Regions from separate parts of the Mus musculus genome. Here region 2 is linked to region 1. The links are chromatin contacts, called in public promoter capture Hi-C maps. All regions are on one chromosome and are shown on one strand. The core of a region is the stretch at or near the end of the contact, and the rest is flanking DNA. Distances in the headings are between cores, read along the strand shown. Region 1 holds the start of Elmo3 (engulfment and cell motility 3). Region 2 holds the start of Tsnaxip1 (translin-associated factor X (Tsnax) interacting protein 1).

Region 1 (6,869 bases), core at 2,490-4,989:
TGTCTGCCACAGGGACTGTAGAAAAGAGACCTGCTGATTACCACGGCCCAAGGCTGACCCGAGGTATGTGGCCTATAGGGAGAGGGAGCAGGTGTAGGAGCCCCAACCCTGCCCTCCTTACGCTGTTCAGGTAGGCTTTCTAGGGTAGGGGGCTTGGCACCCTCCTCCACATCCCCATACTGCAGTACTTTGTGGTTGGGGGATAAACAGCAAAACCATAGCTTGTCTGCAGAAAAGAGAGGAGTGATGAGAGGGCTCTGGCTCCAGATAACCCCCCACCCCACACCATCAGCCCATTCAGAGACCCTGTCGTCTCCGGCTGCTGATCTTGCGGAAGAGCATTCCTTCACAGAGTCGGAGCAAACGCTGCTGGCGGATTAAGCCCATGAGCTCTGGCTTCAGTTTCTCTCGCAATTCCCTGGACGATTGAGAGTCGTTAACCAGGGCTCCCCACAGCACACTGGAGAAGGTGGGGACTGAGACTTGGGGTCCCTACCAACTTACAGTATAGGAGGGGCCAGCGTGCCCTCCTGGTGCAGCCGCTCTGTCTGCCGCAGCCTCAACACTTCCCCATAGGTGAGGGCATTCACTTTGGTTCGAAAGAGCTCCAGGGAGGTGGGCTTCAGAGCCAGGGTACGGGCCAGCTGCTCCCGAACCACTTGCATCACCTAGGACCACCCAAGCTCAGTAGAGAACCTGCGTTCAGGACCCCTTCCCAGAAGACCCCTGGCCTTGCTGTTCCCATCCCCCCCACCTTGTCAAAATCTTCCTGTGTTGCCCGCATCTCCTTCCAGGTCTTATTCAGTAGCTGGATAGCCACACAGAAGAGCTCATGGAAACTGTGGTCTTGGCTGAAGAACATGGGCGAGAAGTCCTGGGCTGTCTCGGAGCCTGGGGCAGGGGGGCAGGAGGGGCTCAGGGAGAAAGTATCTACAGCCCCTGGCCCTCTCTGCCCTTCCGTCCCCTGTCCCCAAGTACACTGGACCCAGCCCGACTCACAAGGCTCCCCAACACGGAGCAGCTCACACAGCAACGCTGTCAGCTGGATGCTGCTCCGGGCAAAGGGGCATTCATGCTTGTCCTCTCGGCTACTGTTCTCCAACACAAACTATGGCAGTGGGAACAGAGAATGGTAACAGGATCTCCATGCAGACCCTGATGAAGCTGAGCTGCTGCCATCCTCCTGCCCCAGCCTGTTACTGACCCGACTGTATGCACTTGGTGCATGTCTGGAGAAGTAGAGCATATTGTCCAGGGCCAGCAGGCCGGGGGGCACACGCTCCAGGTCCTGGGCTGGGTTGCTGTTCTACAGACGAGAGGGCAGGCAGCTCAGGAAGGGGCCCGAGCCCTAGAATAACTGTAGCCTGGATGGAGGCTTGGGTGGAAACTAAGGTAGGGTAACTCACAGAGAAGCCTAACTTGCGGAACTCTCGGACACAGAGAGACCGGCGGCGGTCTGCACTGAGCCCTGTGCCCAAGGACTCCCCCTCTGGTTCAAAGGCTGCCTGGCGCAGAGCCTGCAGCTGGTCCCGCTGTTCCTGGAGGTCATGGTAAGGGGCATGTCAAGATCATAGATCCAAAGCAAAATTCTAGGTAGCCCTGCAGCCTTTGTCCCCTCGCACCTGGCTGTAGGGATCAAGTGGTGTCCGCATCCGTGGCTCCAGCAGCCCTAGGGTAAGAGCCTGCAGCACATACAAGTGATGAGCCATCTCGTCACCCATGGGTGTTGCACTGTGGATGATGTTCTGGAAGACAACAAGGCTTGGGTGAGACTCCCAGGGGAAGGAAGACTGGGGAGAGGGTCTCCTTGGCCTGGTCCATCCTACCTTGTAGATGAACTGGCGAAGATTCTTCTTCCATAGGTGGTCAAGCATTTCCTACAGTGGGTGAGAAGGGTTCAGATGATTTTTTGCTCTAAGTTGGAGCACAGCACACACTAGCTGCTGATCTTCATTTAGTCACCGTGGACTCGCCTTGCGTTCAGTGGGGCTGGCTCCCTGCAGCAGGGCCGTCAACAGAGCCATGGCCTTGGTTTGCAGCTGGTGGTTCATTCTACGGCAAGAGGAAGAACAGGCCCAGATCTCCACCTGGAGCCCAGCACTGCTTCCCCCCCCCCCCCCCCCGTTCACACAGTACCCTAGAGGCTTACACTTGCAGGTGCACCAGCAGCCTATCCAGTGGCACCTCACTCTTCACCAGCTGGCCCAGGGCAGGACTGCTCAAGGTCACACTCTCCAGCAGTCTCAGAGCCAGGGGCTGGACAGAGGCATCCATCAGGTTCATGTTCACATAAGATATCACCTATAAGGGATGGATAGAGGCTGTCATTGTCATTCATGAGGGCTAAATGCTGGTACTGCCCCATTGCCCCTGGACAAGGACACACCTTCCTGACAAAGGAGATGCTGAGTGTCTCCCAGGACACTACACCGTGTTCCATGAGCTCCAAGAAAGCCCTTAGACCAAGGGCCAGCATCTCCCCTAGGCTACAGAGAACATCTGGGGATGAGTAGGATCAGAGCAAGATTTCCAAGCCCTACCACGTCCTCCAGTCCACCTGGGCCCTGTGCTCACTCATCCCCATTTTCAATGATGGTGCTTAGTTTCTGAAGCCCATCACGACTGATGACCTCCTGGGCAAAGGTCATGTCTGAGGCCAGCAGGACCAGGTTTCTCAGGACTTCACAGCACCCTTCACGACTTGTATTCTGCAGTCTACCCAGTAGCTGCTGGGCCTTCAGATCCTGCCAGGAGCAGTAGAGGAAAGATGGATGTGGTTAGAGAATGTTACCCCTACAACTGGAGCTGTGATGGTCTGGGTGCCCACTAGGTAGGGCACTAAGGAGCTGGGGCCTCCGAACCAGCTGCAGAGGGGGAGGAAGGGAGAGGAGAGGGCTGAAGGGAACATTACTGGGGCAGTGCTGAGACACAGGATGCTTCCATTCTTGATCTCCAAGCGGTTCTGGAGGGAACAGCAGAAAGGAGCACAGTTAAGGAGGGCTCTGTGAAATAGTCACCCGGCTCATCCACTGGTGGGGTTGGGGTTGTCAGTACAAGAGCTCACATTCAGAGCAGGGAGAATGAAACCATGGAATCGAAACCAGGTGGGTTAAAGGGATCCTGAGGAATGTGGGGCTAGGAGGGGGGCTCACATTCTCTGTGATGTATTTCCTGTGCCCATCAGCAAACTGCAGGGCATAGTGCTCCGGATGAGTCAGGCTCCACCTGTGTTGGGGGGGGGGGGGCGGGCAGGAAGCTGCCAGGGACGTCCAGGAGCGCCTCTCCCACCTGCCCCTCCCCCACTTTGCCCAGGCTTGCGGCACAGCACTTACGCGTCACACACCTCCTTCAGTACAGTGGCCAGGGGCTTTGCCTGTAAGTGGAGTTGTCACTCAAGTTGCGACGGTAAAGAGTTGGGGTGAGGGACTTCTGGGAGGGGTGGGCTGGGCTGGCCAGAGGGAAAAGGAACAACCCAGAAGCGAGAGGCGGAGTTTGGACAGTCCCATTGACCTGGTCTAGCTGGATAAGCTGTGGGATGGCGTCAGACATCTGAACAGCAATCTTCACCACATTCCGCGGGGGCGCCATAGTCCAGCCGCGGTGGCCGCTGGCACTTGGCACTAATGTGCCACCTCCCGCCGAGAGTGCACCCGGTCTAGGGTCTAGGACTTGTAGCCTGCACTCACAGCCCAGGTTCCCACTCCTGATCGGGCTCCGAGGCCTTCCCAAAGGAGCCTGTTAGTTCCGGGTTAATCTCAGGGGTAGGAGGGTAAGACCCCGCCTGCCCTGCCCTGCTCCGCCCCGTAGAGGCCTGCCTGGCCCCGCCCCACACCAAGGTGCAGCAGGTAGAGGCTGTGGCAGCAGGCTTCCTACACAGCAGCCACACCTCCCATTCCAGTAAGGTGACCCACCCAGTCTCAGCAACAATCCAGCGTCCCAGGTAGGGGCCCCAAAGAACCAGATCAGAGATAGCCTTAGGCATGTCTTTATTCACTTGAATGCTGTACAAATATTACATTTCCTTTTGTTGAAAAAAGTATAAAAATAATCTTTATATAGGAATTCATTCGTTACTGTAAATCTTTCTAAATCTCTGCAATGGCTCTAAATGAGGGTAAGTGAATAAGTGGAAGTGAAGGGAGATGGGGGTGGGTGGGCAGGAGCTGGAGCCATTCTTAGGTACCAACCCTCCCAGACTCCTAGCTAGACACAGCAATTCCTTATTAACCCCCTCCACCATGACTGCCCAGAGATCCCAGGACTCTCAGGGAGCATCCGAGATGTCCAGAGGCTGCAGGGTGAGCAGGTGGGAAAGGAAAGGTGATGGTAGGCAACCACCCAGCACCACCCTCTCTCTGAACCTCCTTCATAGTGACTGGTAGGAACAAGGCAGAGGTGCCACTGAGGGGCAGCTGAGCCTGGCTGGGGAAGGCTCCATGTAGAGAGGGCTAAGCTCTCTGCCCAGCTATGCTAGCACAGTCACAAGTGCCAGTGCAAGACAGGAGAGCACAGCCCGAACTGAGCGACCAGAAAAGGCTGAGTAAGCCAAGAGTTGGGCTCTTGGGGTTAGGGTGGGGGTGGGGGGCAGTCCCTAGTTGGCTCCAGGCCCAGACAGTCTGGGTTGCAGCTGCACAGGACATGTCCCTGTCAGTCAGAGTTTGAGAACAGGAACATCAAAGAGATCACAGACACCTTCACTCTCGTCCAGGTTGTAGATGTAATCGTGGTCTCCGGGAGGTGGAGAAAGTCGGAGGAGGGGGGCAAACACTGCAGAAAGCATTAGGCTGAGGTCTTAGGCCAAGACCCCCAGCAGTCACCCACCCCCTTGCTCACAGCTACCCTTATCTTCCTGGGCTACCCACCTTCTGAAGACATCAGTTCTTCCAGCAGCTCGGAGCTCATGCACTCTGGGAATGAACACAATTCATTCAGATTCTGGCTCTTGCGCCTCCACCCACCAAAGCCCAGGAATGAGACCCCCACACAGGCCCATTAGGAACCTCACCCTTTTTCTGGGATACCCAGCAGATACCCTTAGAAGGGAACCCAGAACTCAAACTATGCTCCTTATGCCCTGCATCCAATCAAAAGGAGGAACACCGCCTACCTCTCGTGGGGTCGAAGATTTCTGACAGCTCTTTGGGGAGATCCAGAACTGAAAGAGAAGAAAGCCAAGCTCACAGGAAGCTCAGCTGAGTTCTACTATAGTTCAGCTTGCTTCACGTCGTACACCACTAGGCTCCAGGGCTCTACACATTCCTCAGGTTTTTATCCGCTGACCTACATTCTTCGATGCTGAGCCAAGGCTACCAAAGGTCTAGTGCAGGTGACACATCCAGCTATTCTCAGAGGCACTGTAGAACCCCCTTTCTGAGCCAGCAGTGCACATCTTGTCTTACACAAGATGGATGCCCTGTCTCACAACCACGTCTAATTCCAGCTCCAGGGGAATCCAACACTGCCCGTACACAACACAGCATTTACACATTTACACACACACACACACACACACACACACACACACACACACACACACGAAATGTTTTAAAGTTTCGGGGGGGGGGGGTAGACGACAATGAAATAAGGCATCAGGCACAAATGCTTGTCTGGAACACTGACATCCTAATGCCAATCCCTGGAACATCTTGGGGGCAGGAATGCACATGCATCACTCTCCATCCCCAGCGCTTCCTGTCGTTGCTGGCGACATGTCCTCATTCATGCTTAGCAAGCACTTTACCACTGAGCTGTATTTAAACACTGAGAAATACCAATCAGGACTGCATTGCTGAGTCATTCCATTTCTGAGAATAAAGAAAAGGATGGCTGGGCGGTGGTGGTGCACGCCTTTAATCCCAGCACTTGGGAGGCAGAGGCAGGCGGATTTCTGAGTTTGAGGCCAGCATGGTCTACAAAGTGAGTTCCAGGACAGCCAGAGCTACACAGAGAAACCCTGTCTTGAAAAAAAATCCACAAAAAAAAAAAAAGAAAGAAAGAAAGAAAGAAAAGGATGGTTTAATGGGTTAACAGGCAATAGACCATGCACGATATAATACCAACCTACCTGGCAATGTGGCAATGTGCCTCCTGGTACAGTAGTGGCGTAACTTATGAGGGCAACCAACCCCTTTCCTTGTCTTTAAGGCCAGCTCCACAGGAAGTAATTCCTACCAGACTGATACTGTAAACCTTGTCAAACACCATGGCTAGAGAGATTGTTGACCCTAGGGGGAACTTACTGCTGTTGCTTTGTTAAATGCACACATTACCAAACTGCCTCCTCAATTTTTATGCTTCTTTGTTGCTTAGAGAAAATGGCAGGAGTCAATGCAGAAACTCATAACTGATAAACTGCTGAGATTATGTTGGGCGCTCTGCCTAAAGTTCAGGGAATATTGCTAAAGAGAGTAAGAAAGATTGTACAAGCCACAGGATGGGGAAGAGCATTGTGAAAGACCATCTTCTGGATTTAACATGGTCACTGTACTCATGAACTCACAAGCCTCTATGGTTACCTACACAAGATCAAGCCATCCGACTAGCTGGGAAAGAGGGAGTCATTGTCTTTGGATCTGTGCATACATGTAGTGCTCACTAGAATGAGAACATGAGAATGGAAGAGGAAGGAAGTACTAGGAGGGCAAAGGGGGTCATTTTGTAAATGGTCAAAATATAGAGAGCTGGCTGTGGCACACATCTTTTAATCCCACAATCCCCGAGGCAGAGGCCAGCCTGGTCTACACAGCAAGTTCCAGGACAACCACAGCTACACAGAGACCCTGTCTCAGACAAAAAAAAAAAAAAAAAGCATAAATATATGAAATTACTGATAGGTAGATATAGATTAGATAAAATGTTCTAAAGGATGA
Region 2 (6,254 bases), core at 2,110-4,609, 520 kb before region 1:
GTTTTTAAAAGTCACATATTGGAGAGCAACAAGATGTAGTACTTAACCTGCTCATTGGGTTCTTAATACTCTTTTCTCAAGATCAGTCACTATTACTGTTTCAAAAAAAAATCATTCATTTATTTAACTTGATTTTGACATGGTTCTCACTAAGTATCCTAGTCTACCTTGAAAATCAGAGACCGGGTTAACCTGGTATCCATCTCCCTCCCTTTGCTTTCTGAGCACTGGAATTACCAGCAGAAACAGCTATGCCTCAATGCCTGGAAGTCAGTCTTCCGCTATCAGCCTTCAGATGAAGAAGTAGAACTCTCAGCTCGGCCTGTACCATACCTTCCATGATGCTGCCATGCTCCCACCTTGATAATGGATTGAACCTTTGAACCTGTAGGCCAGCCCCAAATATATGTTGTACTTTATAAGAGTTGCCTTAGAAAAGGCTCCTGCCAATGTGAAGATAGATGGATTGCTGTGACACACCTACCTACACACTATTTGCAGATAATCAGTGTCCTATGCTGTTTTTACAAATAAACTTGAAGCAAGAAAAAAAACTTGCCTTGGTCATGGTGTCTGTTCACAGCAGTAAAACCCTAAAACAGGTACTTATTGGTTTATTTTTAATTTCTAACTACTTTTCTTTTAACGATTTATTTATTTTATGTATGTGAGCACACAGTCACTGTCTTTTGACACACCAGAAGAGGGCATCAGATGCCCATTACCATGTGGTTGCTAGGAATTGAACTTAAGACCTTTGGAAGAACAGTCAGCGTTCTTAACCGCTGAGCCATCTCCCTAGCCCCTAACTACTTTTCTCATTTAAAATTTTATTTTTATTATTTTATTTGTATGAGTATTTCCCCAGGAGGGCAGAAGAGAACATTGCATCTCTTGGAACCGAAGTTGAGAGAGTTGTGGGTGTTGGGAATCTCACTCAGATTTTCTAGAAGAGCAGCCAGGCAGTGCTCTTAATCACTGAGCCATCTCTCTAGACTCTAATATTTTATTTATTTATTTATTTATTTATTTATTGTTTTTCGAGACAGGGTTTCTCTTTGTATCCCTGACTGGAACTCACTCTGTCTGTAGACCAGGCTGGCCTTGAACTCAGAAATCCACCTGCCTCTGCCTCCCTAGTGCTGGGATCAAAGGCATGCGCCACCACTGCCTGGCTTAATTTTTTGTTATCTGTGTGTGTACATGAGTGCAGGTGTCCACAGACACAAGAGATGTCAGATCTCCCTGTAGCTGGAATTACAGGTGGTTGTGAACCACCTGATGTGGACACTGGGAGTCAAACTCAGGTCTTCTGAAAGAGCTTACCTGCTGAGTCATCTCTGCAGCCTCCTCAAGCCCCAAGTTTTCTTTTTCCTCTCTTTCTTCCTTCTTTTCTTTCTGTGAGTATTAATGTGTGAGCCATAGGGTCCAGGGGAGATTAAAGGACAACTTGTTGGTATGACTTTTGTCCTTCTACCATGTGGGATCTGGGGATCAGATTAAGGGAACCAGGCAATCCTTAACCTGCTGACTTATCTCTCAGGCGTGTGTGTGTGTGTGTGTGTGTGTGTGTATGTGTGTGTGTTCAAGACATGTTTCTCTATGAGACCAAGCCGGCCTTGAATTCAGAGATTCTCGTGCCCCTGCCTTCCAAGTGCCATGTGCCACTACTGCCCATCTAGGCTCCCATTTTTATTTATTTATTTATTTATTTAAACATTTATTTTATGAGTACACTGTAGCTGTCTTCAGACACACCAGAAGAGGGCATCAGATCTCATGACAGATGGTTGTGAACCACCATGGGGTTGCTGGGAATTGAACTCAGGACCTCTGGAAGAGCAGTCAGTGCTCTTAACCACTGAGCCATCTCTCCAGCCCCCTTGACTCCTTTTTTTTTTTTTTTTTTTTTTTTGGTTTTTCAAGAGAGGGTTTCTCTGTATAGTCCTGGCTGTCTTGGAACTCACTCTGTAACTCTGTAGACCAGGCTGGCCTCGAACTCAGAAATCTGCCTGCCTCTGCCTCCCAAGTGCTGGGTTCAAAGGCGTGCGCCATCACCACACAACCTAGACTCCTATTTTTTAAAAAGTGATTTAACACCAAACCTCAAGGAGGAATGCAAAATATTTACATTTATATCTCAATGGTGGTGAAAACTCGGTGTTATAAATGGCTGCAGGCAATGTGTGCTCAGGAGAATTTCCTAGTATTGAATGACCTTCACAGACAACCCATTAAAGTAGCAAGCAGGGATATGAGAACAAAGGGAGAAAAGCCCATACATAGGAGGAGAAACATTCTCCAAGGAAATATAAAACTCTAAGGTCTCTTTTATCAGGTTCTGCTTACATTCTACTGTGCTAAGCTCTGATCTGTCCATCTTGTTGACCCTCTCTAACGTCTGAGGGAGAAAACCCACACTGCATCTCTATAAGGGAAACAGTGTGTCACTACATGAACTGTGAATTAATATGTCACATAACCATCAAACTCAGCTTATAAAAACTACATTGTGCTCCCTTCCTAATGAATGAAGATTCTGAGTCTGTTTCATATTCTGTGTGTTGCTGGGGATCAAACCAGGTCCTGGCATGTTCTAGCTACAGCCCCAGCCCTATTACATATTTTTTCATAGACAGTAATTTTCCTGGATTATGCCTTTGATGGGAAACAGTTGTCTCTTTCAACCTGCTGCTGCCTGTTTCTCGGAGACTTTTTTTTTCCTTCAGGGACAATCATAACATTGGTATTTTCTGTCCTTGGAACCTCTGTAGGCTTATTATTATTATTTTAATTCATTTATTTTAAGATGGGTCTCTCCATATAGCCCTGACTGTCCTGCAACTCTCACTGTTCAACAGGCTGTCCTTTTGTAGCCTTTTTCTACCAAGGCAGCAGACCTTGAAAGATTAGAGTTGAGAATGAAATCACCTCTCTCGCCCTTCTTCCACTACTGGGAATGAGCAGGTGGGAAACTGAATGCTTCTTATAAACAGGAGTTGTGAGAATTTCACATATAATTATAATAAGGCACTTCGTTTTTTAGTGTCTAGCTAAGATCATCTATCTACGATAAAGTACACCTGCACTTTTGGCAGCTTGTAACGTTCTTACTGGACTGACGAGTCAGCCCCAATTCTATTACAACTGTATCGCTGATTCTGCGGCGCTGAAGTCCTACCCAAAGAACAGACAGTGCAGCGATCGGAATCAGTGTCATTTTTCTTTTTGGAAATATTCAAGTCTTCCCCGCCCTCAGCCCGGCCAGGTGCTACCTTGGCTTGGAGAAACTTTTACGCTCCTGTAGGTTGGCCATGACTTTGGAGCAGATGCAGGATTGAGCCGTTGCGGTAGTGTACAGTCCGTTGCCATAGGGACCAGACCCCAGCAGCCTCTGCGTTGAGGGCGGGCTCACAGTTGAGCCACGCCTCCAGCCCCCGCCCCCGTGAGCACTCTGGAGAAAGGCCAAGCAGTAAAAGTAGACCTGGAGCTGGGGATGGGGTATTCTGAGAACCAGTCAATACAGCAAATTTGATATTAGCTACAGAACTGAGGCAGAAGAATAAAGTGAGACCGTGGACGAGGAAGGCGAGCTTCGAGGTCTGGCCACTTGGCCAGTCGGGAATGGTAGTTCTCAGTGGTTCGGAGTCTTCGTTGTACTGGCTTGTGAGTGAGCAGTGATGTACTACATCTTCCGAAGTTCTCCAGGAACCCTCGTTGGCCGGCTTCTACAGCGCTATGCATTGTGGGATATGTAGTCTAAATCTGGCGAAGTATAGTAGTGTCCAGAGAAAGGTTGCCGGGACTCGGACTCAGTTTCCCTACGACCCTGGGATGCTCACGGCCCATTGGCTGAGCAAGGCAAATCTGGTTGCACTCCTCCCCGCCCCCAGTGACACAATAGCAGCTCCCTCCAAGATGGCGGCGGCGACGGCAGACCCGGGAGCTGGGAACCCGCAGGCTGGGGACTCCTCCGGTGGGGACTCCGGGGGCGGGCTACCGTCACCTGGAGAGCAGGAACTGAGTCGGCGCCTGCAGCGCTTGTACCCTGCGGTTAATCAGCACGAGACGCCGCTGCCGCGCTCCTGGAGCCCCAAGGACAAGTACAACTACATCGGCCTCTCCCAGGGAAACCTCCGTGTCCATTACAAAGGTATCAGCGGGTCTGGCCGCTGGGAGACAAGTTTACTGCGTCTGCAGGGAGGCTGTGCCCATTTTCCCTTTCTTTGCCCGGGTTTTCTGAGAGTTGGGCCTTAGCCCAGCGGAACGTCCAGAGTAGAGGGGTTGGTCAGGCCGGGGTTTACCCTGCTTCCTTTGCTCTGTTCCTAAATATTAGACTCAGAGACAACTGCATTAAATGTCCAAAACTAGACAGGACCTTCCACTTCAGGGCCACCCTTCTTTCCTGAGCTGGCTCCAATTTATGCTAGGCCCTTTACCACGGCTTAGTTTCAGTCTTTTTTTTGCAAAAAGAGGTGGTAACATTGCCACAGTAAGTGCATGGGCTGCCTGGCTGCCAGTCATCCCGGGACTGGGCTAGGCGCTGTGTGCTAAAGTTGTTGTTGGTGACTTCCATTTTTGCCACTTCCTTCCCCTGGGCTCCAGGCTGGGCTGTTTGGATTCTGGAGAGACGGACAACAGTATTCAGTGTCTCTCACACACTTCTGTTGCCTGTATCTACCTTGTTTTGTTTGTTGTGGAGGACAATATCTCTGTCAGGACTGTTGGTCTGGGGTGGAGATGATCTAAAGGCGGGAGGCTTAAGTGTTTACTCAGTTGTCTTATTATTCCTCAGAGAGTACAAGAACTTCTTCTGGCCAGGGAGGGTTGAATTTACCATGGCGTAGAGAAAAAGGAGGCCTTCATTTGCGTTTTTCTGGTGTTGACATTCCTTCCTTGGCTTCTTACATCAGGTCATGGCAAAAATCACAAAGATGCAGCCTCTGTACGTGCCACCCACCCCATCCCAGCAGCCTGTGGTATTTACTATTTTGAAGTAAAGATTGTCAGCAAAGGAAGAGATGGGTAAGCCTACTTAACTATCCCTTTCCCTCCTCAACATAGGACTGATGTTCCCCGTTGTCAGTGTTTGAAGCTCCTGAACTAGTATCAGGGACTGATATTAGCCTGCTGACCTACTTGGATCCGGGCTACCACTCCTCTGACTAGAGACACGATCTGGTCTGAACAGTGAGTGGGCTTTGAGAGCAGTGGGCACATTATAGGTGGAGCGGAGGGCACTTTTTTTTGTATTGTAATTAGATAGTCATAGATCGGGGTTGTAAGTAACAAGGTTACATTAACAATTCAAAGGGCAAGTGGGGTTTCCCCTGCTAGCATGTGGTGTTTGTGACTTCCCTTGTTTTCGAGGTTGAGGTTCCTTTTTATGGCACTGAGACAAGGAGAGGCATCAGGAAGCTTCAAAGGGACAGCAGAGTCTGCGCAGCTCTCTTCAAAGCTGTGGCAGCCACTGTCATCTGGATAAACAGTGTTCACACAGTCAAAGTCAGGTGACCTTGCTGCTCATAAACTTGTTTTTCAGTCCAAGGACTTGAACACCAGTTGGACCAGCTTTAGGAAGGTCTTATTAAAGTCAGCATTAGGGAGACTCCCTATTTTAGGGTGACCTAAGCAGACACAAGGTATCAGAGGGGACATTTGTCCTTCTCTTCCTTATTCCTCCAGTCTCCTTAATCCATCTAGTAATTGTCACAAAGCAGATGTCCCAAGCTACTCCAGAATGTGACTGTAACTATTTTGGGACAAGCTTTCTTTTTTTCCCTTCTTTTTTTTTTCCTCTCTTTCTCTTTCTCTCTCTCTCTCTCTCTCTCTCTCCCTTCCTTCCTTCCTTCCTTCCTTCCTCTCTCTCTCTCTCTCTCTCTCTCTCTCTCTCTTTCTTTCTTTCTTTCTTTCTTTCTTTCGTGGGGTTTCTCTGTGTAGCCCTGACTGTTCCGGAGCTTGCTCCATAGACCAGGCTGGTCTTGAACTCAGAGAGATCTACCTGCCTCTACTTCTGCCTCCTGAATGCTGGGATTAAAGGTGTGTGCGATCAGCACTACCATCACCCAGCTAAGGGATAGGTTTTCTTAGGTCTATTATGGGAGGATTGCAAATCCTACCAGTGGCATTCATGTGGACCTGAGTGTGTGTTTTTAAGCTTTTAGATAACTTTTGTCTCCTAACAACTGTCTCACTTATGTTGTGTGCAAAATGCCAGGTTTAGACGCTGAGCCTGAACTGAGCATGGTGTTGCA

The links. Capture Hi-C pulls out chosen DNA fragments and counts their contacts.
Region 2: a contact with region 1 is called in a promoter capture Hi-C map of adipose tissue. The contact joins the promoter of Tsnaxip1 here to the promoter of Elmo3 in region 1. A contact is called at or near these places in 1 of 39 promoter capture datasets (hippocampal neurons) and 1 of 9 other capture datasets (adipose tissue).

Annotation. Positions count from the first base shown.
Region 1 is chr8:105,302,471-105,309,339 of GRCm38.p6, reverse strand. It overlaps Elmo3 (engulfment and cell motility 3), which reads right to left and starts at 3,739. Exons shown (of 20, transcript NM_172760.3): 1 at 3,511-3,739; 2 at 3,333-3,373; 3 at 3,153-3,225; 4 at 2,912-2,962; 5 at 2,575-2,744; 6 at 2,387-2,486; 7 at 2,150-2,301; 8 at 1,974-2,052; 9 at 1,827-1,877; 10 at 1,623-1,745; 11 at 1,407-1,538; 12 at 1,205-1,306; 13 at 1,000-1,108; 14 at 755-891; 4 more. The coding sequence starts at 3,588. It overlaps E2f4 (E2F transcription factor 4), which reads right to left. Exons shown (of 10, transcript NM_148952.1): 8 at 5,108-5,155; 9 at 4,863-4,907; 10 at 3,970-4,767. The coding sequence ends at 4,652. Mir328 (microRNA 328) reads left to right here and starts at 880; the gene lies at 880-976.
Region 2 is chr8:105,824,849-105,831,102 of GRCm38.p6, reverse strand. Tsnaxip1 (translin-associated factor X (Tsnax) interacting protein 1) reads right to left here and starts at 3,359. Exons shown (of 16, transcript NM_024445.4): 1 at 3,276-3,359. The coding sequence starts at 3,316. It overlaps Ranbp10 (RAN binding protein 10), which reads left to right and starts at 3,895. Exons shown (of 14, transcript NM_145824.5): 1 at 3,895-4,153; 2 at 4,914-5,025. The coding sequence starts at 3,919.